Regions from separate parts of the Zea mays genome. Here region 1 is linked to region 2. Evidence: chromatin contacts called from public Hi-C data. All regions are on one chromosome and are shown on one strand. Each heading gives the region's core, a stretch centred on a gene start, on an enhancer-like site or on the middle of the called end of the contact. The rest is flanking DNA. Distances are from core to core; before and after follow the strand shown.

Region 1 (2,859 bases), core at 262-2,761, 200 kb before region 2:
TTGATCGATGAGCTGCCCTCTGATGGACATTGGATCACCAGGACGTGGAGCGCCTGCAAACGAGAACAGCCATGGGCGTTCCAAGCTCCTCATCCTATCCTGCCAAAGGAAAACCTCAGCGTCCTTGGCCGGGTGGAAGTACGTAGGATATGGTATTCCAAAATCATTTGAATTCCACGGGCTCGACTCCACCACGAGCATCGACATGTTCTTTGCAGCCGGCAAGAAAAGCAGCTTGCTGCCCCAATCTGCTTCCTCCTCCGTCAACCTCCTGAAATCCCAGGTGATCCTCCCGGCAACCAGGAAATGGTCCCGCCCACCCATCACGCTCCACTCGGGCTTGTTCATCAGCCACTCCACCAAATCAAGCGACGCCGCATCCCTCGTCGTGATATTATAGCCCCAGAGATACCTTGCCACATCGAACCCAGCGTAGAACGGCACGAACACCGCCGCGGCAACGGACGAGTCCTTGGTCAGGCACTCGTACTGCTTCATCCTGTTGCCGAAGATGACATCCACGGAGAACTGGTTGGTGCCATACCAGCCGGTGTCGGAGAACACGCCCTCCTCGTTGCCCAGCGGCGGGCCGAGCCCGTCGTTGCTCATGAACCTGCACATGTTGGTCCAGACGCTGAGCTTCTCGCAGTCCCGGAGCATGTCCTCGTTGAACCGCGGCGGCAGGTCGTGCACGTAGATGTACCGGCCGCCGCAGGGGTCGCTCTGGTTCTCCGCCGTCCTGAGCGCCCGCTCGAACGGGTACGGCGCCGCGACCTCGGGCGGCGCCTCCTCCCGGCGGACTCCGGCGGCAACCTCGTCCTCCGCCTCCTTGGGCCGCGCGGCAGGAGGAGGAGGAGGAGGAGGCGGCGGCGGAGGCGGCTCCGAGGCGAAGGCGAGGGGAACGTCGACGCGAGACGCGCCGTCGCGTTCGGGAATGCGGGTGTGGGCGCCGGCAATGCGAGCCTCGGCGCCCTGCGCCGCCGAGGCGGCGGGGTCGTTGGAGACGACGGCGAAGTGGAAGTAGAAGATGAGGACCCAGAACATGGCGCAGAGCGTGGCGAGGAAGCAGAGGCGCGACGACGCCGGCTTGCCGCCGCCCTTGTCCACGTCGTCGTGGTGGGCCGGCAGGACCGGCCGCCGCCTCATTGAAGACCGCCCCGGGCCTCTCCGCACCGACACGGGTAGCTCTCAAAACCGAAGCACGGGCCCCGTGCCACGCCACATCAACGCCAGGCCGCCGCAAGGCGACGGACGGAGGGCGGAACCGGGCCGCCGAAACAGCGGCGGGATCGGGACGGGCGGCCGGGCGCGGGGAAACCGGATCGGCGGATCGCGCGAGACCGGGGTTGGAGGAGGAGTGGGGGACGGGACGGGACGGAACGGAACGGAACGGGGGAAAAGGGAGGTTTTGGTGTTTGGCTTTACGCGGGCGCTCCGGACGACGGAGGCGGAGCGCGAGAGGCTTTCGCTAGCGTCCGGCCGGCGTGGGATTTTGTATGTAGCCTGCGATTTGGAGGCTTTTGAACTGGGCACGGGCGTTTATTATTGCCGGTGGCGGGGACGGACGGGGGAGAGACGTGGCGGCCGGGCGTGTTCGGTGCTGGGTGGGGCAGCCGGTTGCGCGGGACGTGGGGCAGTAGTGGCGTGCGCGTAGCCGACGTGGCGGTGGCCGCTGGCCAGTGGGGACGGAGAAAGCCAGCAACGCCGGGAACGGAATGGGGAGCGTGACTGCGGAGAGTGACTACGCGGACAATTTCCCCGGTCACCGGCGTGAGTCGTTGCTGGTGTGGTCTACAGCTGTGGCACGCGGACCGTGCCCGTGTCTTGCTGCGGCCTGGGACTGAGAGGTTGGGGTGCTTTCCAGACGCTGTGCAAGTTGAAATCTTGTCTTGTACCGTGGCAGTGGCAGGCTTGCACCGTCGGATGGCGACAGCGTGTTGACATCGGCAAGCAGCGTCGAAACGGTGGTCATCAAGTGCACGCCCGTCACCTCTTTTTCACCCGCTGTCATGTGCATTTGGCATGCGAGTTAACCCTGACATCAGATGGATGATGGAACAACATGTCGCCCGACCACGAAGCTACCATTGATAGATAGAGTATACTTCAGCATCGTCTGGGGCTGTACGTCGTGGGGGTCGACTATAATGTGGCAGAAAACTCTCAACAGTCGGTACTCTCCGAACAATTAATAATAATCCATTCGCAAAAAACCAGTTGACCTAGAAATTGATAAGCACAGTAAAAAAAAAAGGTACTACGAAACAGGAGTAGTACACCAGACCAGTGGACTTTCAGCCGACCTACATTCTGTCTTGGACTTTGTCATACAGGCAATGTAGTACTACAAAAGTACAGAACAACAACTGGCCGCTTAATCATTGCCGATGCGCTTTGTTTACACCTGTTGAGGAGGTCATGACCATGATCAGCTGCGGGGCAAAGGACAAAGAGTAGTAGAGCACAGGTCACATGGATCCAACTATCCAAAGGACAGGTGCGCCGTGCGCGAAAGCCACAGCGCCGCGGCAGCAGGCGACCGACTGACCGAGACAGCACATAAAAAAACCGGAACCGGGAACCGTGGGACTGGGACGGCCGGCGCTCCACTCCACCCACACAGACAGACGTGCGTGCGCCGGCCGGCCGTCGGTGGCGCTGTCCCGGCGTCACGGCGGCCGCGTGTCCAGTGGCCACGGCCGCTACGTCAGTTCCGTGGCCTGCAGGCCGCAGGCGTGACGTGCCGGGCTCGCGCGGCAGCCGGGCCGGCCGGCAGGTGCAGAGCGAGCAGCAGAGGTCACGCCGACGCCGTCCCGTGACAGCAGGATCCGCCGCATCAGATCCCAAAAGCAAAGCGGG
Region 2 (3,033 bases), core at 43-2,542:
ACAGATCGTTCAACATGGCCAGCACAACTTCAAGGTTTGCAGGTCATCTCCGCGCCGGCGCTTGCGTGGCGACGGCCCTTGTGGCTTGTTGGCTTGTGGGGCGAAAATGCAAGAAAATGGATGTGAATTATCTTTTGTATAATAACCACACGACATCATGTACTGCTTTAATTTAACAATTGGTAGTACACCCTGCAGACGAGGCGAATACAATTTTTGACCCATGCAAACACTACATTGCAATTGCATGCATGCATGCATCCACCGACGAGGCGACGACCTCGACACGTCCGAAACAACACAGCCCAGGCTTCACTGCAGCCACGACAGCCGACAAGCGCTGGCTTACTTTACGGTCACAACTTAAGCAAGATGGACGGTGATCCTCAGCAGCGTCTCTGCGCCATCGGTGACGTGCTGGCCGGAAGCGATGAGCGGGCGTACCTCGGCGAACCCGCAGGCACCCTTGAACTTGCCGGTGCCTCCGGTGATGGACAGCCGGCACAGCGGGGTGCCCACCTTGTACACCCCGAAGAAGTTGATCGTGTCGCCGTACTCGCCGCCCTCCATCATGGCCGTGAACGCCATCATCTGCGACGACCCATCGGCGGAGCTCGCCACGTACACGCCCTGCGCGCGCCCGAGCGGCTGCGCGCCGAGGTCGGGCCCGCTCGTCAGCACGTCGTCGATGACCGTGATGGTGCCGAACCCGAGGCTGAGGCCGTCGGGGCCCAGCTGCACCTGCGCCGGTGCCGCCGCCGCCGCGCCGCCGCCGTTCCCAGTCCCTGGCTGCAAGAACCCGGCGCCGGACAAGCCGGTGTCCAGCGGGATGCCGGTGTTGCCGTTGTACGTGGGCACCTGCCCGTTGGCGTTGGGGATCGCCACGCCGTTCCTGGGCGCGCTGAAGCCGATGGGCCGCGCGAAGGGGACCTGCCCGTTGTAGATGTTGCCCAGCAAACCGGTGATGGGCCGCGCCGTCGGGCTCGACCCGCCCAGGATGTCGTGCATGTAGAGTTCCAGAGGCGCGTCCGGCCCGCCCGCGCCCACTACGCCGCCGCCAGTGCCACTGCCTCCTGGCTGCGGGTTTGTGGCGGCCACCGCGGCGCCGGTCGTTGCCGAGGCAGGTATCTGCGCATGGATGGCGGAGGCGTGGAGCGTGACGATGAGAAGAACGGCGAGAGGGGCGGACGGAAATGGGAAGAAGCTCGACATCTTGGGTTTTGGTTGGTTGGACGTGCAGGTTTCTGCTGCTCGATCGATCAGCTGTGTATATTTTTCTTTGTGTTTCTGGGTAAGTTAAACGATTGGCGAGACAATGGTTTTATATATGCATCCCAAGGCATTAATGAATGAGTGCAGTAGTTGTGTCATATGTGTTCCTGATTTGTGACCAAGGACGTCCGGAGGAAGAGTGAAGCAGTTGAGCTGTGAGGAACTGAAGTGGGTCTACCTGAACCAACGAGCCTGAAATATGAAGTGAAATGTTAGCTGGTCTCATCTCAACGAAAGGAACACTTGAAAACAAAAGCTGAAACAAATGCTGATCCCAGTGTCTTGATTTAACGCTGAATGCTGAAGCTTGACTTGGCCCAGAGCTAACTTGTCGGTGACCGTTCTCGAGACGATTTCATTCCCCGGACGACTGGAAGTCTGGAACTGAAATGCAGGGCAAGATTGCGGATGCAACCGGAGTACGTGTCTGATCTTTTAGCCTGAATCCAGTTAACTGTTTAATACTTCTCTCAATAAATAATTTATTCTTAGAGCTAGTTTGGTAAACCCATTTTCCTAACGTGGCGTTTGGATCCCTTCATTTTAGAAGAATTGGAATTCACTCAATAAAGTAACTTATTTAGTTTGGAATTTGACATTCCACCACTTTCCCAAGTTCAGATATAAGCCTATCTCAAATTCATGGGGTGGAGGGTGAGAAATGATTTTATGCATTACTAGAATTGGTTTCTAATCTATAACTTACATGACACTCTTCGTCTCACTCCCCTATAGTAAAAATGTAGCACATAAATATCTCCGACATCTTACTAATAATAATATACAAATATATTTTGCATAAAGCCGAATTAGCTTAATTGATATATTCCTAAATTACTATTATTAGAATGGAATTCAATTCCAATGATCCAAACGGGGCGTAAGAGATTTCTATTTTCCTAACGCCTCGTTTGGATCATTGGAATTGAATTTCATTCTAATAATAGTAATTTAGATATATATCAATTAAGATAATTTGGTTTTATACAAAATATATTTGTATACTATTATTAACAAGATGTCAGAGATATTTATGTGCTACATTTTTACTATAGAGGAGTGAGACAAAGAGTGTCATGTAAGTTACAGAGTAGAAATAAATTCTACTAATGCATAAAATCATTTCCCATCCTCCACCCAATGAATTTGAGATAGACTTATATATGAACGTTGGAAAGTGGTGGAATATCAAATTCCAAACTAAATAACTTATTTTATCGAGTGAATTCCAATTTCTTTAAAATAAAGGGATCCAAACGTCCCGTAAGAGAAATTAGTTCATTTTCTGTTAGAAGCAGCGGTGGAATAGTGGTAGAAGAAGTCTCAAGGAGGAAGAAGAAGGGAGGACGACAGAATCTGCAGGATTTTTTTGTGTTCGTATTGTTCAAGTCTGCATCCATACAATGGCAGCCGCCATTTAACTCTCTCTCTCACAGCTCTCCTCTAGGCTACACAAAACCCTGTAGACGAGAACTGGGCCTGCGGACACGGCTTCCCCTTCTTGGGCCTGCTTCTGCGACTTGGGCTTCATTCTCGGAAGAGCAGCACGCCGGCTCAGGAGTAGTGGACGTAACACTCCCTCCCCCTTGGAGACCTGCTTGCCCCCAAGCAGGTGCAGCAGGGAATTCTTGGCGAAGTCGAGCGACATCTTCCCAAGTGGCCAGTTCGCGAGGAAGATGTGACCAGACGATCAGTGCTTCCTGAACCATGCCGTCGTTGCGACGGACGTGGCGTTCCTGAAGAACCTGCATTGGAACCTGC

Evidence for each region. A called contact is a pair of places that touch in the nucleus more often than the background predicts.
Region 1: a contact with region 2 is called in a Hi-C map of root tip, with 9 times the contacts expected there. The contact joins the promoter of LOC118471934 here to the promoter of LOC118471899 in region 2. A contact is called at or near these places in 3 of 25 Hi-C or Micro-C datasets (ear, root tip and tassel).

Annotation. Positions count from the first base shown.
Region 1 is chr1:9,769,349-9,772,207 of Zm-B73-REFERENCE-NAM-5.0, reverse strand. LOC118471934 (xyloglucan galactosyltransferase KATAMARI1 homolog) reads right to left here and starts at 1,511. Exons shown (of 1, transcript XM_035962608.1): 1 at 1-1,511. The coding sequence starts at 1,146.
Region 2 is chr1:9,571,236-9,574,268 of Zm-B73-REFERENCE-NAM-5.0, reverse strand. LOC118471899 (dirigent protein 16) reads right to left here and starts at 1,292. Exons shown (of 1, transcript XM_035962598.1): 1 at 104-1,292. The coding sequence starts at 1,212. The coding sequence ends at 364. LOC103644420 reads right to left here. Exons shown (of 2, transcript XM_008667626.4): 2 at 1,322-1,464. The coding sequence ends at 1,343. LOC103631706 reads left to right here. Exons shown (of 7, transcript XM_008652738.3): 7 at 1-171.